Linked DNA regions of Hordeum vulgare: regions 2 and 3 are each linked to region 1. Evidence: chromatin contacts called from public Hi-C data. All regions are on one chromosome and are shown on one strand. Each heading gives the region's core, a stretch centred on a gene start, on an enhancer-like site or on the middle of the called end of the contact. The rest is flanking DNA. Distances are from core to core; before and after follow the strand shown.

Region 1 (3,917 bases), core at 694-3,193:
AGCGGTTTTTCGTACACATTGTTTTCCATCCAAAAGCTAAAAAGCCAGATGGAAAACCGGATCACCAAAAAAACCTAAAAAACCATCTAAAAAACAAAAACACGTGCGAAAAATAATAAAAAACATGAAAGAAACGCTCAAGATGCGACACATAACAACGGTTAAGAACGCGTCAAGTGACGGCGCGTGGGAGTGATTGTAAGGACCCTTTCAAAAAAACGTTCGCCAACTAGTTATTCCCATCTTTCTCATCCAGGTCTATCTTTGTTATAGGCCGAGCCGAATAATGAGAGCCCAGTAGAACCTGCAATACTTTTCTGTTTAACAAATGAGCCAGCAATCAATGGGCTAGCTGGCTGAAACACAAAGCTGCCTATTGGATTCCCTTCAAAAAACAGCACATCGGATTTTCTTGTGAAATTAAATCAAAAGTGCTTCCTTTAACATCTCCAGGCTTGGAACTTGACATTTCATGTGAAGTATGATTGTGCGAGAGTTCACTCAAACTTGAAAACGGAAACGGAAGGAGCCCTGAATCAAAGCATGGAGATATATGATCTGTTATGGTCGGCGGATTAACTTATTTCTGTTGGAGTCTTTGGTGCATAAAATATCTGGATTGACATCTTGTAATTGTATGTCTCAACACGGCGGAGTACTTTTATTGTTTTAGTGTCTGCATATGGATCATTAATTGTTCCAGTGGTGATGTCTGTGTAGTGACATGCATCATCAGTCTTACACCCCCTATATTATTGAGGGCTAGTAGTGTGTAACGCAACCGCATGCACCTGCCTTTGCAAATTAGAGAAGGGCGATGCTCTGCGCCCGCGCGTCCGGGCCGCCTGATCCGTCAGCTGTAGACGGGCCGTGTCGTTAGATCTTCATGCAATATTTTTTCTCGATGCAGCAAATTTCGACGCGATGCAGTAACTTTCGTCAACGGTTGTAAAAAAAAAATTATAGCAAAAAAATATCTACGTGATCATAGCAAAAAAAATGAAGCTGATGATGCGTAGTAGCAAAAGTTAAACATCGGTTGTAGCAAATATCTACGTGAACGTGTATGTAACTTTTTTAGTGAACGGTTGCAACAAAAAATGATGCCGGTTGTAGTAAAAATTAACACGGTTGTAGCAAAAGTTAAAACGCCGGTTGTAGCAAAAATTCAACGAACTCGAGTTGCAACCAACCGTGGATGCAGCTTTTTAAATGAATAAAATATAGCAAAATGACAAACGTTTGAAGCAAATTCACACATGGTTACAGCAAATCTGACAAAAAAAAATGTTACATGCACCTGGTCAGCGAGGCGCGCGACGCGTCGGATGAAAGCGGTAACCATCCAAAATGAGTATTTTCTTTCTTTCTGTACAAGGGCATTAGATCCCCTGTTCCACTCCATGTTAACCGAAGGATCCTTTGCTTGTGGACAAGGAACTGGGGAGATGGAATCATATCTTTTTACCCGGCGTTTTATCCCCATCACCAAAGGTGCCGATGCAACGTTGACAAAACATCGAAGTGATCTGGATCACGATCGCATCATGAACGGAGTAAGAGTCAATTATTACTCGTGTGTGGTGGCGCATCACGCACGACGGGGACCCTAATAGGCGCTAGCTGGTCGTCCGTCTTGTTCAGCAAATCCGAATTTACATGGATCGATCCCTAGCTACAAAGTCCTGGACAAACGTACGGTGGGAATGAGCCTGCGAATTTCCATGTGCGTGGAGTAGTTGATCGAAATGTCCCATGCCCATCGAATTTATTGGCACAACGCTAGTAGGTCACATATATTCATTTGTAATAGAAAAATATCGATCTATCCGCATGAATCTCGTAAGCCTGCTGACCTCATATGGCCTCGCCCTGCTGACCCACGCCAGTGTACTACGCATGCAGCTTCTCGTACACTGCACATGGAGATGGAAGTGCCATTTGAGAAGATGCAAAGCAGTGCATGTGCGTGTGGGAATGTCCGTGCGTGTGTGCCACTGTTTTCGCTCCACCATACCAAGCCGTGCTTCCATCCGAGGAAGGTTCGGCCTGAGTGGGGGAGTGAGAGATCGACAGTTGATCAACTCGCGCGAGCTGAGCTGAGCATCTATCTATCTGATGCGTTGTGTTGGATGTGGCGTGCATGCTTTTGACAAGTCAGTCGCCATGGGCGGACGGCGCAGTGGGCCGGGGATCTCCTGTTGGTCCGGCAAGCCGTCGACACCGCGCACGTGCTGAAAGAAGAAAAAGGTCCGGCAAGCCGTCGGAATCATATTCTTGGGATAGATAGATAGATAGATAGGTCCGTGGGAAAGAAAGAAGAGAAAAAGGCTCGGTTTGGTTCATCTCATCACCTGAGCGGAATGTCGTCACGTGCTGAATGCAGCAGGAGCCGCAGGCCGGGCCACCCGGGCTACCACTTTGGCTAGCACAGGGGGAGGCGTCTGGACCGACCGACGGGTCGATCAGCTGTCGCGCGCCGATACGAGCGCCGGCCCGAGAGATTCAAGATGCCGCGCGAGATGCCGGGAGAATCGGCCGCGTCGAGGGAGCCCGGGCTCGACACTTGCCACCATGGCCCCCCCATGGCCGCCCGGTGCGCGCCTAGCCTCCTAGGACGTACTACGACGGCTTGCGGGAGCAGGCTTTCGCCCCCGCTGCTTTGTGTCTCGTCCGTCGCCTAGGGAGAACCCCCCGGCCGGGTGGTTCATGATGGGCGCTACAGTCGGGCCGGCGTACGCCGACTGAGGTGGCGGTCTCAGCCGAACTGGGTTGCCCAATGGCGAGGAGCAGGCGGTACCGCAGTACCATTCCGGCCGCCCTTTGCACTCTCCTCGCGCGCCCGGCGTGCCCGTCTTTCGGCCGTGCCGTGCGTGCGCGATTGCGGCGGTTTACCACCGTCAAGCGCGCACCGCCGGGATTGATTGCCCAACGACGACAGCAATATAAGTACATGACGATGTGACGGTGAGGGTCTGTGTGCGCTGCTGCTAGTGAGTGGGGGGTGACGATGCGTACATGTACCACGTGTGTCTTCGCGCGCGCTACAACCAACGGCCGGCGGTATGTATGGTGGATGCATGTGAGTCACCTCGACGGTACGATTCAGAGTTGCATGTGAATCCCAAAAAAAAACCTAGTAGTTATGTTCCACAGTCTACTCCATATCCAGACGAGTCCGAATGCGCTACGACCGGCTTACGGAGACCCAAAGGTCTTGGTATTTAGATCGTTTGGGGAGAACATGTTTGTTGTGGAGTTTGAAACGCAACTGGTTCGTGATCGGGTGCTGAGAGGATCACCATGGCATGTTAGCAAGCATGAAGGGATTCTAGCTGAATTCAATGAGTGCATAAGACCATCTTAAATTAGGTTTGATAGCCTGCAGATATGGGCCATAGTTATAAATCTGCCATACCATCCACTACTGCAATTTGGAAATTTGCCATCAGCTAGTTCTTTGTCGTCCGCTGGCTGATGACAAATAACCTCTTTGCCGCTAGCTGCAAGAAAACAGACGTCAAAGGCATGGCTGATAGCAAAGAACACGTTTGCCATCTGTCAAGCCTTTGTCGTCCGCCAGCGGATGGCACAGAAGGCCCAGGCAGACGACAAAGGCCCCAGGCCCCACCCCCACACTTTATCGCCTGCCAGCGAACGACACAGAATGGGGAGGCAGACGACAAAGGTGCAAGGCCCCACCCCCTAAGGCCAACGGATGCGGCTTTGCCGTTTATTGAATAATAAACGATAATCATGAAAAAGGAAATATAATAATAACCAATTTGTTATTGCCTCTAGGGCATATTTCCAATAATCTTTCACTTGCACTAGAATTAATAATCTAGTTCACATCATTATGTGATTGTAATGAATCTAACACCCATATAGTTCCGGGGTTCGATCATGTCTTGCTT
Region 2 (3,917 bases), core at 1,032-3,531, 570 kb before region 1:
TGTAGATAGCACTTGGGTGTGACAATGAATACATAGATTTTTGTTCGACTTCTTTTATAAATTTTAAAAATAATTTTTTCACACAGGAGCACGTGCACCTGTGTGCCAAAAAAATGACGCTTTATTTTAACAGAAATTGGTGATAGATCACTTCTATTATATAAAAAAGGTGTTTTAGCCCGTCCAACTTGCAAATTTGTATTATTATGTTGTAAGTTGCAATCTGTAGCATGCAGTTTATGCAAGTTTTAGTGGGCTGTTCTGTTTGGTATGCATGCTGGATTTGAATGGGCTGTTAGGCCGACTCTGTTAGGTATGCATGCTGGATATGAATGGACTGTTAGGCCGACTTCGACGTGCGGCCGCATTTTTTCTGTCCATGTGTGTTTAAATCAAAATAAACACAAAACGTCGTTTTCGGGACCTTCTATGTGACGCTCGCTGCGTCCAACAACAGCGAGCCGCATGGGACGAACGAACCCGGGCCGACCCATTAAGCTGTATCATGTTGCCGCGTCCAACGGTGATCTCGGCCGGCCCGTTAACATGTTCCAGCGTTTGCAATTTGGGGAACTTTCTAGATTTTTCTATCTGGTTTTTCAGGTTTTGGGGATGTTATAAAAGGTTCCCCGAACCGGTTTTTCTATTTCTTTTTAGTTTTTGGATTTTATTATATTTTTTCAAGTTTTGGAATATTTTTTCAAAGTTCAGAACATTTTTACAAATTCCGGAACATATTCTCAAATCCCGGAACATTGTTTCAAATTTTTTTACATTTTTATAAAATCCCAGAATACTTTTGCAAATTATTTAACATCTTTACAAATTCGATAACATTTTTTCAAATTCTGAAACATTTTTTAGAATTTCAGAACTGAAACATTTTATAAAGATCTAGAACGTTTTGAAAGAGAAACAGAAAAAATGAAACATAAAAGAATAAAAAAAATAAGACAAAAAAATAAAAACCTGTTTAGGGAAGAAGTTTTCCAAAACCAAGAAAACAGTCTAGGAAACTCTAAAAGTTCCCAAAAACGGAATCAATGAAAGTGTTAACGGGTCGGTCCAAACCCTATGGTTGGCTAATAGCTCCTGTGCGAAGCCTCGACAACTGCCCCGGAATGCAGCTGATAGGATTTTCCGTCGTTTTCTGCCCGTCAGCGAACCATTTCAAGTGAGCGGGCTCCTAGCTGTTGTAGTAAGACAATCTTATCCGCAGCCAGAATCCAAAGTCAGCAGCCAGCAAGTTAGCCTGCGTAACCGACCAGACCAGAAACGTAAGGTTTGAGCGCGCGTGCGGCAGTAAACATCAAAATGATCCAGACAATCAAGGAAACAGCGACAAGCAGATACACCATTATTAGCAATCCAAGTTTCAACGTGGTGACAGGTTGGGTGGACATCCGGGCTGCTTGGCCATACCACAGCGGACAAGAGCGCAGCGAGACGTATCCAAGCATGCTGCGGCGAGGTCGGAGATGACTGCACGTCTCCACGCGATCCCGGGTGAAGATGCACCGCATGATAATTATCTACAGAAATTCATGAACAGTACCGATCTACCCAGTACTAGCCCCTAACATCCCTTCTTCGTTTTATACACATACTTTACTGTAGCTTTGTGACTTCACTTGTGCATGTTAGGGTGTGTTTGGTTTGAGGACCGAAAGTCATGAAATGTCATGGTTCCATCCCAAAGTCATGGGTTGGTTTCATCCTTGTGTTCAGTTGATGATAAAAAATGTCATGGGTTGGTTCCGTCCCGGTGTTTAGTTGGAGAGATGAAATGAGAAGAATCTGAGGCTACTCACCTCTTCGATATGAATGATGAGATTACATATCTAAACAAATAGAGTTATTTGCATTTGACAAGCCTATAATTTAAATTTTTAACAACATTTTCTTTCTATTTTCAACACATGCAAATAAAAATACATGATCCTCAGTACATACCAAATATTTACGAAAAATAATCACGAAAATGAAAAATAACCACGAAAAAAATAATCATGAAAACGAGAAAAAATAACCACGAAAACTTTTGTTCGGGTGCGGGGGTGAGCGCGGTGAGAATTGCTTGGTTATTTTCTTTTTTTCTTTGCTTTCTCAGACGAATAACGAGTCGATTCCTCAAAATCATCTGAAGGGAATATTCCCTGCATGCGGATGATCCAATTCCGATTCCTAACCCAACTAAACAGGTTGTTAGGGATGGAACCAATCTGTTCGATTCCACCTCATCCTAAAACCAAACACATCTCAGAGGATCCGGCTCCGTAACTTAACTGGGCAAGCGGCTTGTTTGACCCATCACCCATGGCGGGTGCACCCATACTATAAGAGCATAATAATCGGTGTCTATATAAGCGGTCCATATAATACTGCGCGACACAACACGGCAGTTCACTCATCACTAGGCTGTCAGGGTGTTCATCGTTCGATCAGTTCGTCCTAATAAGCGGATGAAAAAGAGAAGGAGCAGAGGACAAGGAAGAAGGATCGAGGATGGCTTCAGCTGCGCTTCCCCAGGCCGTCCAGCCAAGGAAAAAAAGCAATTTTAAGTACGCCTTCACCTGCGCCCTCTGCGCTTCCATGGCCACCATCGTCCTCGGCTACGGTACACACATACTCCTATGTTTCCTTCCCGTATGTCAGATAGATCGAGTACGCATCTTCTTCTTCCATGGCTATGCATAATTCTCTTCCGACCGCCCAGACGTCGGGGTGATGAGCGGGGCGTCGCTGTACATCAAGAGGGACCTGCAGATCACGGACGTGCAGCTGGAGATCATGATGGGCATCCTGAGCGTGTACGCGCTCATAGGGTCCTTCCTCGGCGCGAGGACGTCCGACTGGGTCGGCCGCCGCGTCACCGTCGTGTTCGCGGCCGCCATCTTCTTCACCGGCTCCTTGCTCATGGGCTTCGCGGTCAACTACGCCATGCTCATGGTCGGCCGCTTCGTCACCGGCATCGGCGTGGGCTACGCCATCATGGTGGCGCCCGTGTACACGGCCGAGGTGTCCCCGGCGTCGGCCCGCGGGTTCCTCACGTCTTTCACCGAGGTGTTCATCAATGTGGGCATCCTCCTTGGCTACGTGTCCAACTACGCGTTCGCGCGCCTCCCGCTCCACCTCAGCTGGCGCGTCATGCTCGGCATCGGCGCCGTCCCGTCTGCACTGCTCGCGCTCATGGTCTTCGGCATGCCGGAGTCGCCCCGCTGGCTCGTCATGAAAGGCCGCCTAGCGGACGCCAGGGCCGTGCTGGACAAGACCTCCGACACGCCGGAGGAGGCTGTGGAGCGCCTTGACCAAATCAAGGCTGCCGCCGGCATCCCCAAGGACCTTGACGGCGACGTGGTCACCATGCCCAAGAGAAAAGGCGGCGAGGAGAAGCAGGTGTGGAAGGAGCTTATCTTTTCACCGAACCCAGCCATGCGGCGCATACTTCTCGCGGCGCTCGGCATCCATTTCTTCCAGCAGGCGACGGGCTCCGACTCGGTGGTGCTCTACAGCCCACGCGTGTTCAAGAGCGCCGGCATCACCGGCGACAACCGCCTGCTCGGCGCCACATGCGCCATGGGGGTCATGAAGACGCTCTTCATCCTGGTCGCTACGTTCCAGCTCGACCGCATCGGCCGGCGGCCGCTGCTGCTCACCAGCACAGCCGGCATGCTCGCCTGTCTCATCGGCCTCGGGACAGGCCTCACCGTCGTGGATCGGCACCCGGACACCAAGATCCCGTGGGCCATCGCCTTGTGCATTGTGTCCGTCTTGGCCTACGTGTCCTTCTTCTCCACCGGCCTCGGCCCCCTGACGAGCGTGTACACCTCGGAGGTCTTCCCGCTGCGGGTGCGCGCGCTGGGCTTCGCGCTCGGCGCGTCATGCAACCGCGTGACCAGCGCGGCGGTCTCCATGTC
Region 3 (3,917 bases), core at 984-3,483, 520 kb after region 1:
CGAGAGGCAAAATTGTGCCTCTCGCGGAAGCAAAATCGTGTCTCTTGTATAAAAACAGAAAACACGTTTTTTGCAAAAAAAAATAAAAATAAATCCGTCAAAAAGCTAAGAAAACCGGTAAAAAACCGAAACACCAAAAAAATCAGAAAAAATAATCTAAAAAGCTAAAAACACATGCGAAAAAATAATAATAAACAAAATTCGGAGGAAGCGCTCAGAAAACGACACGTGACGGCGACTGAGAACGTGCCAAGTGACAACGCATGAGAGTACTCGCTCTGAGGTTCCCGAAGGAGCGCTCGCTAACTACTGACTCCAGTGAGGGGGCTCCTATTTTGTGACATGCGCTCATAATAGAGAGCGAACGTGCACACCTGCTTCCGCCGCACGTGTTTTTGGGCTGGCTCATGTATGGACTGGGAGCCCTTGTTTTCTATTTTTGGATTTTCCATTATTGAAATTGGGATTTTAGAAGAAAATCCAAATATTTAAAGTAGCAAACTTTGAAAAAAAAAGGTATGCTATGGATCGGTTGGCGCATCTTATTAAAAGATCCACCGCCTCCTTGACCGTTAGATTATGTGTTGTGTTGCACAAACATTTGCAATAAAAGATTGTGTTGCAGACCTTTTCCGTCTTTATCTTTTGCAATATAGATGATGTTGCGGGAATGTTTTTGCAACATGACTAATGTTGTAGAATTTTTTCAACGGAAAAATGATGTCATCTGCGGTGTGAATCAAAAAATTCTATACCAGAGACAGTGTTGCGGATGGTCTTGTGCAACAATGCCCTTGTTGCGACAAATTATAAATAATAGAGGCGGGAGACGAGGTCGTAGCAGAGCTCGGATATGCCCGATGGAGCGACGGCCATGGCTACAAGCGGACATAGGGGATGGGGAGCGGAGCAGTCGGAATTGAAAATGAGGAAAGAAGGACTTGCGACTTAAGGGATGACTTGCAGCTGCAGCTCCAGCGAGGCGACGACAGCAACGCTTGCAGCACCATGGCGACGATGTTGGGCTGCAAAAGTTGCCCCTCTCACACGAGTGACGCGGAGGACGGATCTCGACGAGGGATCCACGATGACCTGACCTTCGACCTGCTCGCCATCGGCAGCGGCGCATGTGCATCGGGTGTGTGCAGTTGTGGCGATCGGCTGCCACCACTGGTCCCAATCTGTAGCATAAAATGAGATATGCGAGAAAGAGAGAGAAGTACGGCTGGAGTTGTTACAACAGTGGAGATGTGAAAGCGCCCACAGGGCACGTGTCGATCGTGGGAGGCGGCGGAGAAAACTGTGCGATCCGATGGGTGATGGCCATCATTTCCCCGATTTTTTTGTGAAATCATAAAAAAATATAATTTTCAAAAATGTTATTTAAACCATAGATTTTCTCAGATTCTAAACATGTCTATGATATTGAAAAAAATGTTCCGGAAATAAGAAGAATGTATGTGCATTAAAACATATCAGTGAATTTGAATAAATGTTCACGTAATTGATTTTCTTCATGAGTTGTGAAAAATGTCCACAAAATTCAATAGTTTTTGCCAAATACAAAAATTCTTCTCAAAATTCAAAATAACTGGGTTGATTAAAAAATCATGTGAAAGGTAGTCGCGAATTTAAAAAATTGTTCCCATTACAAACATAAGGTTTGAAAAGTAAAAAATTGGTCGCCGATTTAAAAACTGTTCATGAGTTTAAAATATTCAAAAATTAAAATAATGCTCGAAAAATTCCAAATTTAAAAATATTAACTAAGTTGTAAAACTGGTTCAAAGGTTCAACAAATGCTTATGATTTGAAAAAACTGTTCATCCATTCCAAAACAATTCAGGATTTCAAAAAATATTCAAGATTGTCCAAAACAATATCCAGAATTGTGATATGTTTAAGATTTCAAAAATGTTCACAAATTTACAAAATATTCGAAAATGAAATATAAAGGAAAATGGAAATATTGCAGGAAATAAAAACTAACATGAATTACAGAAAAAGAAAGAAAACTTAAAAAGGAAAAATGACAAGAAAAAATAAAAATATAAAAGAAAGAAAATCCAGGAAAAAGGGGTGCCAGAAGGTTCCCAAAACAGACTGTGCTGGCCCAGAGGCTGCATAGGATCGGGAGTGGCTACGTTTGTTGGTCGCGGCGGCTCCTATTCGTGGGAGGTCCTATCTGCCACTCTCTGCGGCAAAAAGACCGCACAGCCAGGAGGATAACCTCATGGGCCGGCCCAAGTTAGCGACCAGCAGCGAATCTGGAGACCACAAAAAAAGTCGAGTTATATAGGGACAGAATGCTCCTAGGCCGGCCCAGCTTATAATCATTAATTTTCTATTTCTTTCAAATTCCATAACATAATTTAAATTATCAGAAATTATATAAAATACAAAATGTTTAGTAAAAATATCAGAATATTTTTAAAAATTCCAAAACAGTTTAATAAAATTGCGGAACATATTTTAGATTGCCGAACATTTTTTCAAATCTTGAACATTGGTTCAAATTTTGGAACATTATTAAAAACTCCTGAACATTTTTGAAATTTTGGAACATTTTTAAAATTTCGGAACAATTTCACATTCTGAAACATTTCTTCAAATTCCGGAACACTTTTTCAAATTCCGGATCATTTTTAAAATTTTGGAACATTTATTTAAATATCGGAATATTTTTTTTGAAAAGTCTGAAACATTTTAGTAAAAATATCAGAACATTTTTTCAATTGCGGTACATTTTTTCGAATTATGGAACATTCTTTAAATTCTAGAGAATTTTTCTAAATTCTAAAACATTTTAAAAAAAATTGGAAAAAAAATTCAAATTTCGGAAAAAAAAATCAAATTCCGACACATTTTTTGAAAATATAGAACTTTTTAAAAGAGAAACACAAAAAAAAAGAAAAAAGACGAAATAAAACAAGAAAAAATCAGGTTCAGGGAATCTCCTAGAAAGTTCCCGAAATCGAAAAAAATGGTTGAAAACCTCTAGAAAGTTTCCAAAACCGGAGGTGTTGGCATATAAATGTGCTGGCTCATTCCCAAACGCTAGCTGGGTGCTTGTGCGAAACCCCGACAGGACGATGCAGAGAGCGTCAAATAGGGATTTCCCCTATTCATCGGCACGAGGGCGATATCACGCCATCAAAAGAAAGGGAGAAGTAAAAAAAAAAAAAAGCAAGCAAAAACAGGAAACTAGGCCGTCAGTTACAATCAGATTCTTGTAAAAGAGCCGTTATTTCACCGATTTTTGCTAGTTTCTTTCACTATATTCACAGTTTTTTTCACTTCAATTATATTTGTATCTTTCACGTTTTTCATTTGTTTGCCATGTTTTCTGTCGTATTTCACGAGCTTTCTATGCATATTTTGTCATATATTTGAAATTGTTCAGTAATATTTTCAATATACCAAATTAATATTTTTAATATCAACAATTAAAATTTCTTCCAAACGCTTTATTAAAATTACGAATACAAGATAAACAGTTTTTAATACATGGTTGACAATATTTAACATCTTTCAAATATCATTTAACATTTTTTAACAGATGGTCAACATTTTTCCTATATACATTTATAAATTTGGATTTAACATACCTAATTACAAATTTCATGATGTACAAAATTACTATTTTTTAATACACGTTCTACATTTTTGTATATGAAATGTCTGATTAACTTTTTTAATGCTTGGTCAATTGTTTTCTACATACATTTAATATACTTAAATACTTGGTTATCAATTCCTTTATTTACATTTAACAACTTTTAAATATTTTATTAACATTTTTAAAGTCATGATTAACCTTTTTTTAATGCATGATCAATATTTTTGCTATAAACATTTGAAATTATCAAATGCTTAATTTAAAATTTAAAATTTTCTGATTAATATATTTTTCCAAA

The links. Hi-C and Micro-C count contacts between places; a contact is called where the count stands out from the background.
Region 2: a Hi-C map of leaf shows a contact between it and region 1, with 2.6 times the contacts expected there. The contact joins the promoter of LOC123425556 here to the enhancer-like site in region 1. A contact is called at or near these places in 2 of 6 Hi-C or Micro-C datasets (leaf and seedling).
Region 3: a Hi-C map of leaf shows a contact between it and region 1, with 10 times the contacts expected there. The contact joins two enhancer-like sites. A contact is called at or near these places in 2 of 6 Hi-C or Micro-C datasets (leaf and seedling).

Annotation. Positions count from the first base shown.
Region 1 is chr2H:138,605,693-138,609,609 of MorexV3_pseudomolecules_assembly, forward strand. No RefSeq gene overlaps it. Among protein-coding and RNA genes, the nearest start is that of LOC123425561, 37 kb to the right of the region's middle. Within about 2 kb of position 1,944, at least 2 of the 3 cell types and tissues checked have open chromatin away from gene starts, as enhancers often do. A contact at or near this core is called in leaf, where this site is marked.
Region 2 is chr2H:138,035,050-138,038,966 of MorexV3_pseudomolecules_assembly, forward strand. LOC123425556 (putative polyol transporter 1) reads left to right here and starts at 2,282. Exons shown (of 2, transcript XM_045109248.1): 1 at 2,282-2,617; 2 at 2,717-3,917. The coding sequence starts at 2,506.
Region 3 is chr2H:139,121,003-139,124,919 of MorexV3_pseudomolecules_assembly, forward strand. No RefSeq gene overlaps it. Among protein-coding and RNA genes, the nearest start is that of LOC123429799, 56 kb to the right of the region's middle. Within about 2 kb of position 2,234, at least 3 of the 3 cell types and tissues checked have open chromatin away from gene starts, as enhancers often do. A contact at or near this core is called in leaf, where this site is marked.